2 separate regions of the Mustela erminea genome follow, and region 1 is linked to region 2. Evidence: chromatin contacts called from public Hi-C data. All regions are on one chromosome and are shown on one strand. The core of a region is the stretch at or near the end of the contact, and the rest is flanking DNA. Distances in the headings are between cores, read along the strand shown. Region 1 holds the start of MUL1 (mitochondrial ubiquitin ligase activator of NFKB 1). Region 2 holds the start of DDOST (dolichyl-diphosphooligosaccharide--protein glycosyltransferase 48 kDa subunit).

Region 1 (6,398 bases), core at 1,943-4,442, 130 kb before region 2:
ATGTAGTCAGTGAATGAATCATCACTTAGACTACCACTGGCCCTTGGACAACACAGGGGTGAGGGGCACTGACCCGCCACGCTGTCGAAACTCTGCATTCTGCATATAAATCTGGCTCCCAAACTTCACTACTCGGGAGCTTACTGTTGACCAGAAGCCTTACTGATAACCTAAACAGTCAATCAACACATATTCTGTAGGTTATATGTATCATAGGCTGTGTTCCTACAATAAAGCAAGCTAGAGAAAAGACTTTTTAAAAATCATGAGGGGCGCCTGGGTGGCTCAGTCAGTTAAGCATCTGCCTTTGGCTCAGATCACGATCCCAGGGTCGTAGGACTGAGCCCCACCTAGGGCTCCCTGCTCTGCAGGAAGCCTGCTTCTCCGGCTCCCATGCCCCCTCCCTGTGTTCCCTCTCTCGCAGTGTCACTCTCCCTCAAAAAAATAAGTAAAATCCTTTAAAAAAAAAATCATGAGAGAAAATACATTTACAGTACTGTATTTACTGAAAAAATATCTGCATGTAAATGGACCTGCACATTTCAAACCCATTTTGTTCAAAAGTCAAGTGCATATACCAGGCACTACGCTAAACACTTTAAAAGCATAAATGCATGTAATGCTCCTACTGTCCCTATACAGAAGACATTATCCCCAATTAAAGATCAGGAACCAGAGGCTCAGAGAGGTGAAGTGCTTTGCTCCAAGTCATACAGCGGGAAGAGTATCCACCACAGGAGAGCCAGTTAGAATTTTTTTAATGGGGAGAGGGAATACGATCAGAAAGACCTGGGGTTGAATCAAGTTTCAGTGCATCTACCATGACTGAACAACCTGAACCTGTTTCCAAAGCTGTAGAAAACGGAGAGGAAACGGTCACTGATTTTTATGTGTATTAAATGACGGAAGGACACCCAGGTGATTCAGTCAGTGAAGCGTCTGCCTTCAGTTCAGGTCATGACTCAGGGTCCTGGGATGGCTCCCCAGGTGCTCCCTGCTCAGCAGGGAGTCTGCTTCTTCCTCTCCCACTGCTCATGCTCTCTTTCGCTCTAATAAATAAAATCCTAAAAAAAATTAATAAAAAATAAATGATGCATAAGGTGTGAAGGAATCTAACCCAGGAGCTGGCACGTGTAGGCAAGCCATAAAGAGCCATTCCCATCACTATGAGAGCTACACAAGGATAAGACTCAAACCTACTCTGGAGGTTTTATAATCTGATCAAGAAACTAGCATCTAAAATTTTAGGAATTCCAACTCTTTCCAGGAAGGGGCTATTTCATCCTCATTTGGAAACTGACTGGCAAAACTTTTAAGGTCACCCAAAATGGGATCCTGGAGAGTTCACTGCTTCAAACGTCCCACATTCGGCCAGCCTGATTTCAAACTTCTAGGGTCAGAAAGTGAAGTATCGGTTATACCTCCAGTCACTGACTTCAGCAGTAAATTTGCTTATTTACAATCAGACAAGCAACTGGGCAGCTGGAATTCCCTAGGAGGCCACTTGCACCACAAATCCAACTGTCTGGTAACTTGCTTCATTTCAGATGGATTACCAAACTCCCTTCCCCAGCAGGGATTTCACACACTGGTTTCTAAGCCCTTCCTGAAAACAGTATGATGATAATGAACTAAGGTTTAGGAATCCTTCTTCAAATAAATGTCAAGTGAAGAAGCCCGAACTGTGCTACTGTGACATTGTGGTATTTCAGCCAAAAGGAATCCACAAACATTTACTAAGCATCTACCACTGAGTCAGAACCTGGGGGGGGGGGGGAGGATAAATAAGACGGTTTCTGACCTAAAGAGGTCCACCTCTCATGGGCCAGTCAGACATTCACAATAAAGCAATGTGATCGATGAGGAGGAAAAAAAAAAAAAAAAAAAGCCTACACTTGGAATCAAAAGATCTAAGCTCAAGTCCCAACCAGAGGAGCTGTAAGACCTTTGCTCTGCGTCTCCATTTCCCAATTTGCAATCTGGAGATGACTGTCGTTTTCCCTACCCCAAAAAATTACTGTAGGGGTGCCTGGGTGGCTCTCTGGTTAAGAGGTTAAGGCCTCTGCCTTCAGCTCAGGTCATGATCCCAGGGTCCTGGGATCAAGCCCCACATCCGGCTCTGGCTCCCTCCTCTCTGCCTACTTGTGATCTCCCGTCTGTCAAATAAATAAATAAAATCTTTTAAAATAATCATTGTGAAGAAAAAAGTAACAAGATGAGAATGTGCTAAGCTGTCGAGGGCAGCCTAAGAAAGCAAGCGTTATTTTTAAAAATAACTAAAATATTAAAAAGGAAGCGTCTGTAGAAGCAAGGACGTGAGTGGTTACGTCAATGGGCAAGGTCTAGGGCTCCTGCACTGGCTGCTCCCCCCGCGTGAACCGCTCTTCCCCTAGACACCTGCCCGGTCTCCCTCGCTTCCTCCTGGGCTCTGTTAAACGTCACCTTCTTTGAAATAGCAACCCTCCCTTTCTCCAGCGCTGCATTCCCCCTCTTCCCCGCCTGAGTCTGCAGTATTTTTCTCCCCGTCTGTCATACCATCTGAGCTACTCTCTGTCTGTCTCGCCGTAGGGGAATGGAATCTCCATGAGGGCAGGGACTTTTGTCTCTTCTACCCATGCCAGAGCCCCAGTGCCTGGAGCCGCGCAGGCCGCCCCTAAGTATTTGTCCAATCAAGTAATGAAGTCGAGATTCTGAGGAACGGGGGCGGCTGAGGAGAAGAGGGGCCGGGCAGCGGTTATCACGAGACCCGAATTCTGATCCTAGCTCCTCCCGTGCCTGGCGGGGCGACATCTCTCAGGGGCCGACTTCCTCTTTAGGGCCGTTTCGGACGCTGGAGCGGCGCGAGGCGAGCGGCGGGCTCACACCACTCCCGGGGGGCAGGGGTGAGCCGGCTGAGGCCAGGCTGGCTCCAGCACTGACCTTGAGCTCTTGGGCGACCTGGGCCTTCTGCCGGTACACGGAGTACAGGACGGCGGTGACGACAGAGCTGGTGCCCAAGAGGAGGAACTGGCCCAGCGAGGGCCGCCCTCCGCTCTCCATGGCTGCGCGGAGTCCCGCGTGCCGGCGGCGACGCCGAGGTCAGGCCGCGCGCCCCCCTTGCTCCGCCGCCCTCCGCCCCGGAGCGCGCCCCCAACCCAACCCGCCCTTCCGGAAACCCGCTCCTGGTCGCGCCGGGCCGGAAGTGGGCGGGGCCGAGTCGACCGGAAGACGGCGTAGCCGAGGTGCTCGTGGGGCCGCGGAGCTGCCGGAGCCTCCGCAGGGGCGGGGTCTCCCTCGCCGAGGGGCGGGGCGAGCTGTTAGTGCCGGGGTAGTTGGGGATCGCTAGTCGCCAGTGACCTTTTGCTAGACGCGCGGTGTACTGGTGGCGAGGGGCGTGCCCGCGCCCCCTGCTCTCGATCCCTCTGGTTTTCTGGGTTATCGGGTTGTTGGATGGGTTCTTGATAGCTCCAGTCAGTAGACTGAGAGGAAAGGAGAGAAGTAGTGTGTAGCAAGCCCTTGGGAGTACTGCACGTGTAAACTCAGGGCAAACCTCGAGCCTTGGATTTTATTCTTCCACTTTCCAGATGCGAAAACTGAGGCGGGGGAAGTTAGGGGATGGGCTCAAAGTCACACTGCCGGAGAGAAATCCATCGGGCTCCAGAGCCCTTACTGCCAAGAGGGCAGATTTTACCACCTCAGCAGCCCCTTAATCTGTCATCGCAGCAAGTAACCTATTGTTTGTTGGCTAATAACTAGAGCTACTTTATTGAGCGCCTATTATACGCCGGGTATTGTGACAAAAGTTTTGCAGACATCCTATTTAATCCTCACAACACGACTATGGGGCAGATTTCAGACTATCTTCTGACCTCTTTAGTAATTTCCTTACTAAAATAATCAGAAGATGCCCGAAATCGAAATCAATGCATTTAAAATGCATCTAAAATCTGTAAATTGCTCCACAAGAGTAAAATCTCTTTATGAAAGAAACGGGTTCTCTGTGACATTTTTCTACCACATTCCTTAATTACCCTTCGAGTCAAACAAGAATTACTTTTCTGTGAATATGGGTTTAGAATCTCCAGATTGTTAACACCCCCAGATAATTTTGATGATTTTCGACCCAAGAAGTGATCATAAATTTGTTACACACACACACATACACTTAAAATTAAATCAAGGGGCACATGGGTGGCTTAGTCCTTAAGCATCTGCCTTCATTCAGCTCAGATCATGATCCCAGGGTCCTGAGAGCGAGCCCTGCATCATCCGGGCTCCCTGCTGGGTGGGAAGTCTGCTTCTCCCTCTCCCACTCCCCCTGCGTGTGTTCTCTCTCCCTCTCCCTCTGTCTCTGTCAAACAAGCGACCAATCAAATAAATAGCTGTCCAAAGTTAATAACACATCATGTTGGCAACAGTGAAGGAAAAGAGATTCCCATATATCACTTATGGGTGTGAAACTGGATGTTCTTTGTAAAGAACAATTAGGCAGTGATGATCAAGATTAAAAGTGCCCACACTTATTGGCCTAGCAATTCCACCTCCAGAGATTCTTCCTCCATAAATAGTTACACATCTGAAAGGCAAATATACAAGATTATTCATTGCAGCATTGTTTTTAATAACAAAAGAATGAAAACAACTAACACATTATCAATAGTTAATTTGTTAAATAAGTTTTAAATGTACATGTATGTGGGCATCTTAAAGTGAAAAAGCAAAATGCAAAACTATTTAAATATCCCATTTATTTTAAAGAGGAGGAAGAGGGGTGCCTGGGTGACTCAGTGGGTTAAAGCCTCTGCCTTCGGCTCAGGTCATGATCCCAGGGTCCTGGGATCCAGCCCCACATCGGGCTCTCTGCTCAGCAAGAGCCTGCTTCCTCCTCACTCTCTCCCTGTCTCTCTGCCTATTTGTGATCTCTGTCAAATAAATAAATAAATAATCTAAAAAAACAAAAACAAAAACAAAACAGTTGGCAGTATTTAAAAAAAAAAAAAAAAAGCACTTTCAGGACACCTGGTGGCTCATTTAAGCATCTGCCAGGGATCAAGTCCCACATGGGGCTCCTTGCTCGGCAGGGAGCCTGCTGCTTCCTCTGTCTGCCACTTCCCCTGCTTGTGTGCTCTCTCTGACAAATAAATAAAATCTCTAAAAATTAAATAAATAAGCATTTTCATCCAAAGTTTTCCATTTCATAGAGTAGTTTACAAAAAAATTCCCAAAGCAAATTAACTATTAAAACACTGTCAAGGGTGCCTGGGTGGCTCAGTGGGTTAAAGCCTCTGCCTTCGGCTCAGGTCATGGTCCCAGGGTCCTGGGATCAAGTCCCGCATAGGGCTCTCTGCTTAGCAGGGAGCCTACATCCCCCTCTCTCTTTGCCTGCCTCTCTGCCTACTTGTGATCTCTGTCTGTCAAATAAATAAAATAAAATCTTTAAAAAAACTAAAGAGGAGGAAGAAAAATATATACATTTATATATGTCTAGAAGGATTCAAAAAAAGCTGATAATATTGGTTATTCACATAGAATGGAATCTGCTGGCTAGAGAACGGAGTGACTTTTCACTCTTTTATACTTTTTAGTGTGCATATATGGCATACTTTGAATTAATAAAACTTGTTTTTAAAAGAACAAGAAGAGGAACGCCTGGGTGGCTCATTCGGGTAAGTGTCTGCCTTTGGTTCAGGTCATGATCCCAGGGTCCTACAGGATCCCTGCTCGGCAAGGAATCTGCTTCTCCCTTTGCCTATCATTCCTGCGGCTTGTGTTCTCTCTCTCTGAAAAATAAAATCTTTAAAAATAAATAAAAAATAGGGGCACCTGGTTGGCTCAGTGGGTTAAGCCTCTGCCTTCGGCTTGTGATCTCAGAGTCCTGGGATCGAGCCCCTCATTGGGCTTTCTGTTCAGTGGGGAGCCTGCTTCCCCCCCCCCCACCCCCGCCTGCCTCTCTGCCTACTTGTGATCTCTGTCAAATAAATAAATAAAATATTTTTAAAATAAAATATAATATAATAAAAATAACAAGAAGAGGATTGCCTGAATGACTCAGGCAGTTAAGTGTCTGCCTTTAGCTCGGGTCATGATTCCGGGGTCCTAGGCTGGAACCCAAATCGAACTCCCTGCTCAGCAGGGAAACTGCTTCTCCCTCTGCCCCTCCTCCCCTGCTTCTCTCTCTCTCTCTCACACACACACACGCTCTCTTCTCTCTTTCAAATAAATAAATAAAATCTTTTAAAAAATAAGTAAAAGAATAAGAACACACCACTCCACGTGATACAACCATATCCAGTCAGGCTCTGCCTTCTGGCTGTTTAGGATCTTGGAGAGAAACAGACATGGACGGCTATCTGTTATGCAGACCTAGTGAAATTAGGACAAGCAAAGTACCACCAGCGTAGGGAGGTGCAGTTTATTTT
Region 2 (6,338 bases), core at 3,468-5,967:
GCTGCCTCCACCCCCAACACACAGAAAGCCCTGCTGGGGCAAAGCAGGTACCTCAGACAGTCGTGACCTGGACGAGGCTGGCCTCACAGGACTTCTCTCCTCCTTGTCACCCCCAACGAAAAGCCCACCCAGTATGGTTGTAAACATCTGGCAATACTGGGGCCCCTAGGTGGCTCAGTTGGTTAAGCATCTGCCTTTGAATCAGGTCATGGTCTCTAGCCCCAAGTCAGGCTTCCTGCTCAGCCAGGGAGTCTGCTTCTCCCTCTCTGTCCCCCTACTCCTATGCTCTCTCTTTCTCTTGAATAAAATCTTTAAAAAAATAAATAAATAAAATAAACATCTGTCAATGCTAAGAAAAATGAAACAAGGTTGGCCAGGTGCCTGCTGAAGCCGAGTAATAACGCATGCAGGCTTCAGGATGCTGCTCTCTCCCTAATGCCAGGTATCTTTGAAATTTTCCAAAACAGGAAACAAAAAAATAATCTACCAAAATGCTCTGAGGTCTGCCCAAGGAGCCCCGACTTGTCATCTTTTTGTAAGGGGAGTCCCACCAACATGAACAAAAACAAAACAAAGGGAAAAAACAGGGCCCCCAGCCCTTAAGAGGCCCAACATCTCTGGTCACAGGAGCACAGGAGGGACTGAATGGCTCTGGAGTTCCCATACTCACTGCTCAGCCCGCCTAGTGAGCACCAATCTGGCAGCTTCCACTTGTAAAACTCGCCAAGCTTCCCAGAGAAATGAGGGAAAGCACTAGACCTTCCCAATTCAGACTTACCAATGTCTGAGCTAGCAGCCACCAGGACACTGCCTCCACCGTCAATAAAGGTACTGATAGTCTCCACATTGATGTTGCCTCCAAAATCTGAAAGAAGCACCAGACTGACTGAGCCAGAGTGCTCCTCGGACACGTGGGCAGGGAGGCTGGACCGCCGACCAGCCACGATCCATCCCAGCCTCTGCGGCCCACAACGAGACGGTCATTTACCATATATGCCTGTTTCCCCAAACTGAAGATCTTAAAGGAATGACTTGAATTCATAAGCTTTTAACTTTGAGAAGTATAAATGACAGAGACAAACACCTACCAATTATAGCTGTCAAGTTAGTTATGCACATTTCAAATCACATATAAAATGTATGTTCAGAAAAGTTGCATTTTCCCACTCATATGTCATGATACAACTTCATTCAAACTCACCACCTGCGCCTTTCACATCAGTATCTCTGTCATCACTGGAGTGACTTCCGGCTGACAGTCCTCTAGAACCCATCAATTTCACTTCCATCTAAATTGTCTTAGAATGAGCACTTCTAAATGAGCATGATGCAGTCACTTAACACTAGTACTCATATACCAACATGCATAACTTTTCCCCCTATTAATCCTATGATTTAGATCCACAAGAGCCATAACAGAACGACTCCATGCTTTTATTAAAGTGATCCCTAAAAAGGCACATTAACTTCCAACCTTTGTACTTATGAGATGGTATCTTTCTTTGGTCAGTCAATCCTAGTCAGAAGCAGATCAAGAGTCTTCCCCAAAGTACAACCTGATGTTCAACATAAAGTAATGGAGGGAGTGCTTAGGAAATCACTTAGTCATTACAAGAACGTTATTTCTTTTCTGCGGAAAGAAAAGGACAGTGGGAGGGAGCTACATATACAGGATGTCCGGGAAGACCCAGGGCAAGTAGCATCTGAGTTGTGAGAGTGGCCCAGGCAGCATGGGGGGCATCGAGAATGACAGGTGTGGGGTCCCCGAGGCAGGTGAGCCTGTCCCAGCAAGGAGCCCAGTGTGGCTCAGCTGGAGTGTGAAGGGGCGAGCAGAAGCAGGTGAGGCCGTGCTGAAGCGGGGAGGGCGGCTCACGAGGCTCTACAGGCCCCTGTGAGGTTGGCCATGAGGAGGAGCCATTGGAGGTTTTCGAACAGGACACCAACATGACCTGCTTTTTATTTCTAAAGGACGAGTCTGGCAGCTCGGTGGAGAATCGGGTACGGGGACTAGAACGGAAGCAGAGCAGTGGGTTAGGAGGCCACTGTGATGATCCAGGCAGTGAAGAGAGAAGGGTAGGGAGGGAAGGAAGAGAGGAGGAGGAGGAAGACAGGGGGGAAGTGGGAGGGGGGCCTCAGTCCTATTCTGAAGGTAAAGTCAGCAGGGCCTGTTATGGACCAGATACAGGGTATGAGAGAGAGGGGGGCGCTAAGGGCAACCCCAAGATTTCCAGCTCAAGCAAGTGCCGTGCACTGAGACTGGAGAGAGAAGTCTGTCCGTCACACGTCCATTATGAGTCTGTAATAGGACTATGTACAGATACAACTATGAGAATGGCCTTCTGAGGGGTCATTTTCAGGAAAAAAAACAAAAAAGCAGTTTACCTTACCTTCAGGCACTGACAGAACATTCTGTACCTGCAACTTCACCTCTTCTACTACATTCGGAAAGCCCTCTATCCCCACTCCTACAGACAGGCCAGGTAGGGTCAGACAATTCAAAAGCAGCTCCAAGCACAGTGGACAGTGTGGTTCCCGGCCAGGGGCAATTCTGCCCTACGAGCAATGTCTGGAGGTGGCTACTGCCATCTAGTGCGACACAGGTTCAGAATGCTGCTACACATCTTACAGTGCCCAAGACCACCCCCTACAACAGTGTTATCCAGTCCCAAATGTCCAGAAGCGCCACTGTTGAGAAATCTTTGTACAGTGGCAAGAATCCAGGCTGTGAGATGGAGCTACCTGGGCTTGAATCTAGGACACCTCTCCACCTTTCTGTAGTCTTTTCCGGGTACAAAGGATGTGCTAAAGGACCATTCTTCTATGCCAGCAGTGCATGTGACTTGGGAGCTTCCTAATCCCGAAGTCAGGGAGGAACCCAGGGGGATGGAGAAGGAAGCCAGGCCAGGGTTCTCACACCTGAGGGGGATAACCAGTCACAGCACCACAGAGCCAAGGCCAAGTTCTTACCCTAAACTGCCCCCAGCACATACAAGTCTTCTCCCCAGGAGTACCCATGCAGCTTTCCTGTAGCATGCGGGACTTCTGTGCTATGCGCAGAAAAAGTACATGTGGGGCAGAGCTTTAAACACTGAATCTCAGAGAGACCTTCTTCCTTTTCCAATGATTTTTCAAGCTTGCCCCATCAAAGAGAATGTCTTACTTTGATATTGATCTTAACATTTCTCTAATGTTTGCTAGCCTCCTTTACGTGGAAGCCTGACTCCGTGCCTTCAGCAGGCAACAGAAGCTGGCTAGAACTTAACAGTGTTTACACTATTTATAGTTAGGTTTTAGTGAAAAGAAGTGATGATACCAGCTCTCCATTTTTAGTGGAGATACTGGGTTCAGCACTGGTTTCCTTTCAAAATGCTGTTAGAGTTTTGTTCTTTCTTTTTTTCCTTTTTTTAAAGGGGTCAATTTAAAGGAACATTAAGTATTAATGGGTGATGTGGAATACAGTAAAAATCAGGAAGGAGGTACAGAAATGACTAAGATTTGAGAAACACTGTTTAGCTTCTCTGACATTCCCAAAGCAAGAGCCTAGCTCGGCCTTCCCCCAGCCCTTCTCACCTACAGCTCGCTCCCTTCTCGGTGACATTCCCATCCACCTGGGCACAACTTGTAAGCTGTCACAGGAATGCTGACGTATCAATTGGATAAGCCAGCGAAGACATTCATTCTGTTCAACAACCAGCTCTCTGCTAGGCCCTGGACATACCCATCCAGTCTCCAGTAGGGGGCTGGGCTAAATTATGGCTAATGTTCTAGCCATCAGAAACCGAATCCATCTCAATTCTTACCATCAATTATCACAATGCCTCTGCAGACAAACTATTTAATAACATGCCATTTTCTCTCCCCACAGAAGCCAACCCAAGCAGGGGCACTCTCTGTTCTTTCCCACCAGACCCTTTATAGAGAAAACCCCCTTCTCAGGGTAGCAGGGCCTGCACTTCCACCGTCTGTGCAACACCTGAGCCCACAACCCTCAGGTGTGTCTTTTAGAAAGGAGACATTCCTTCCCAGGCCCAGGTCAGAAGTGAACATTTTCCTCTTCCCCGGTAGCAGCAGTGTCCAGGGCTGGTGACCCATGCCATGACCCAGAAAATGCACAAGATCCAGAAGAAAAAGATCAATCAATCGTGGGCCTTGAATCCCAGTTCTGGGAGCGACGTGCAGCACTTACCTTCTACCGAGGGGGAGAAGATGATGAGATTGTCGTAGAGGAACTCCCCGTACTTAATGAGGGACAGGCTCGGGTCATCTGCGGTCTTGAATGTGAGTTCAAAGGCCCTGTCTGGACGAGAAGAACAGGGAGCTGAGGCAGACGGGACGCCAGGGAAAAGCACCGCTGCAGAGACCTCGACCGCCCCCCGCGAGCGAGAGGCTAGAGTGGACAGCCTCTTCGTGGAAAATCGGAAGGAGGGAGGGAGAGTAGTCCCTGCCCTGGGGCTCGGGAGCTTTTCCAACCCGACTTTCCCCCACTGCGCCCTCGGGCCCCGGTCTCACCCTTCAGGCTTCGGAAGAAAAGCGAGTGCGTCTCCCGCAGGTTGAGGTTGTCTAGCAGCACTAAGGTGCGAGGACCGCTGGCGCAGGCCGGGCCAAGCAAGGGCAGCAGCAGCCACAGGAGAGACCAAGCGCGGGCCGCGGCGCCGGGCTCCATCTTCTTCCTTCTGCCAAGAACCCAAGCACCTGGGCACCGGAAGCGCCCCGTCTAGGCTGCCCAATCGCAGCTCGCGGTCTTGGAGTAACACCCGGAAGTGATCTTGGTACGCCGCGGCCCGGCAGCCGGGGCCGCCGCCGGGGCGGAGATGATGGGAGAGCATCACCGGAAGTGCCCCGGTTGGGGGCGGAGTCTCTGAACCCTATTGGCGGAAGGGGCGAGAGGTCCCGCCTCCTCAACGGAAAAGGTTCAATCCTAGAAAGACAGCTCCGCAGCCGCAGCCAGTCAACAAGGCCGAACGGCCGTAGGCTCCGCCGAGTCCGGACTCCCGCCGGGACCCCAGATCCCGCCTCTTCCTCAGACCTGCGTCCCTCTTGGGACCTGGGGCGGTGGTGGCCGCCAGGGATCACCTCCTCGGTTAGGGTTAGGCTGGAAATAGAAACGACGGCGAGGCCCAGCTCTCCCGCTCACCTGCGGCCTTTGAAAAAAGCCTGGGCTCGTGGGAGCTCGAGGACAGGTTTGAAGCACCCGGTGCAGAGTGAGGCTGAGCATCGGCCCCACCACGGGTCTGAGGAAAAGCTGCCGCAATCAGTTCCAAGATTTCGGTGACTCTCTGGTCCCAGCCACAATCCTGGGGCAAATGGGTGAAGGTAATCGCGGAGAGAGAAGGTAGCTGTTCTGACCTTTCACACTTGTCCTCGAAGCGCAAAAGTCAAAATCAACCTCCATCCGTCTCCTTAACTGATTCTACCTCCTCTCCGTCTCCACTGGCTCCTATGTGAGTTCAGCCTCACCCCTGCGGGGGGCCCCAGTCCAGCAGTCCCGCCCTTCTGCGTATGATCCCACATCGGTCCCCCTGGAACTCAGACCCAGTGATGCCATTCGGTGGCTTAGGAGTCTGCCACAGCTCGGGGACACCGAAGACTCCTCAGGTCTCTCTTGAAGCTGATCTTGGCAGCCACATCCTCCTCTTAGCCCTGCTCAGGGCTTCCCTGCTGCAGGGCTCCAACAGACACACTCCACCTCTTGCCTTTGCTCATGCCCTCCCCCCATTCCCATCTTAAGGCCCCCAGGATCTTCTCCACCCTTTATGATAGCCCTGTCCTTCACAAGGGCACTCTGTTCCCCATAAACACCCGATCTTTCTTCTTCTCAACACAGGTACTGCAGCCTGCCTACAGTTAGACTGATCCCCAGGGCGTGAGCTTGGCCCAGGCATGTGGCTTTTGGGACCCACCACAGTAATTAATGCAAAATGCAGAGAAGAACAAACAAGGGGGACTAATACGGGGCACCTGCTACCTGCTGGGAACATCACTTAACTCTCACTGAACCTTCACTATACCCCTAGGAGGCAGCTGTTTCCCTCTCACAGATGGAGCCCAGGGCGAAATGAGTCTCCTCTTCAACCAAAGGCCAGGCCTTTTCCCTCAGATGGTGGGGCCCTCCTGCAGGGCAGGCCTGGGATACGAAGGGCAAGGGGAGGGCTGTGCCCTCAGTAGCCCGGATGACCTGGCCTCATTCCTGGCCACTTCAGGGCACCCAGTTCCAGCACAGCCCCTGAGGACACACCCCTGGCCTTTTTCTGGGTTTCAGCAAGACACAATCTTTATTGTCCAAAACAAGGGATCTGCTTTCCTTACTCAGATCTTTGGAGAATTGAATGAGGTGCTTG

Evidence for each region. A called contact is a pair of places that touch in the nucleus more often than the background predicts.
Region 1: a Hi-C map of spleen shows a contact between it and region 2, with 4 times the contacts expected there. The contact joins the promoter of MUL1 here to the promoter of DDOST in region 2. A contact is called at or near these places in 2 of 3 Hi-C or Micro-C datasets (skeletal muscle and spleen).

The regions. Positions count from the first base shown.
Region 1 is chr10:95,240,247-95,246,644 of mMusErm1.Pri, reverse strand. MUL1 (mitochondrial ubiquitin ligase activator of NFKB 1) reads right to left here and starts at 3,192. Exons shown (of 4, transcript XM_032302110.1): 1 at 2,920-3,192. The coding sequence starts at 3,039.
Region 2 is chr10:95,109,609-95,115,946 of mMusErm1.Pri, reverse strand. DDOST (dolichyl-diphosphooligosaccharide--protein glycosyltransferase 48 kDa subunit) reads right to left here and starts at 4,717. Exons shown (of 11, transcript XM_032303815.1): 1 at 4,510-4,717; 2 at 4,187-4,297; 3 at 779-865. The coding sequence starts at 4,663. It overlaps KIF17 (kinesin-like protein KIF17), which reads right to left. Exons shown (of 16, transcript XM_032303812.1): 16 at 6,225-6,338.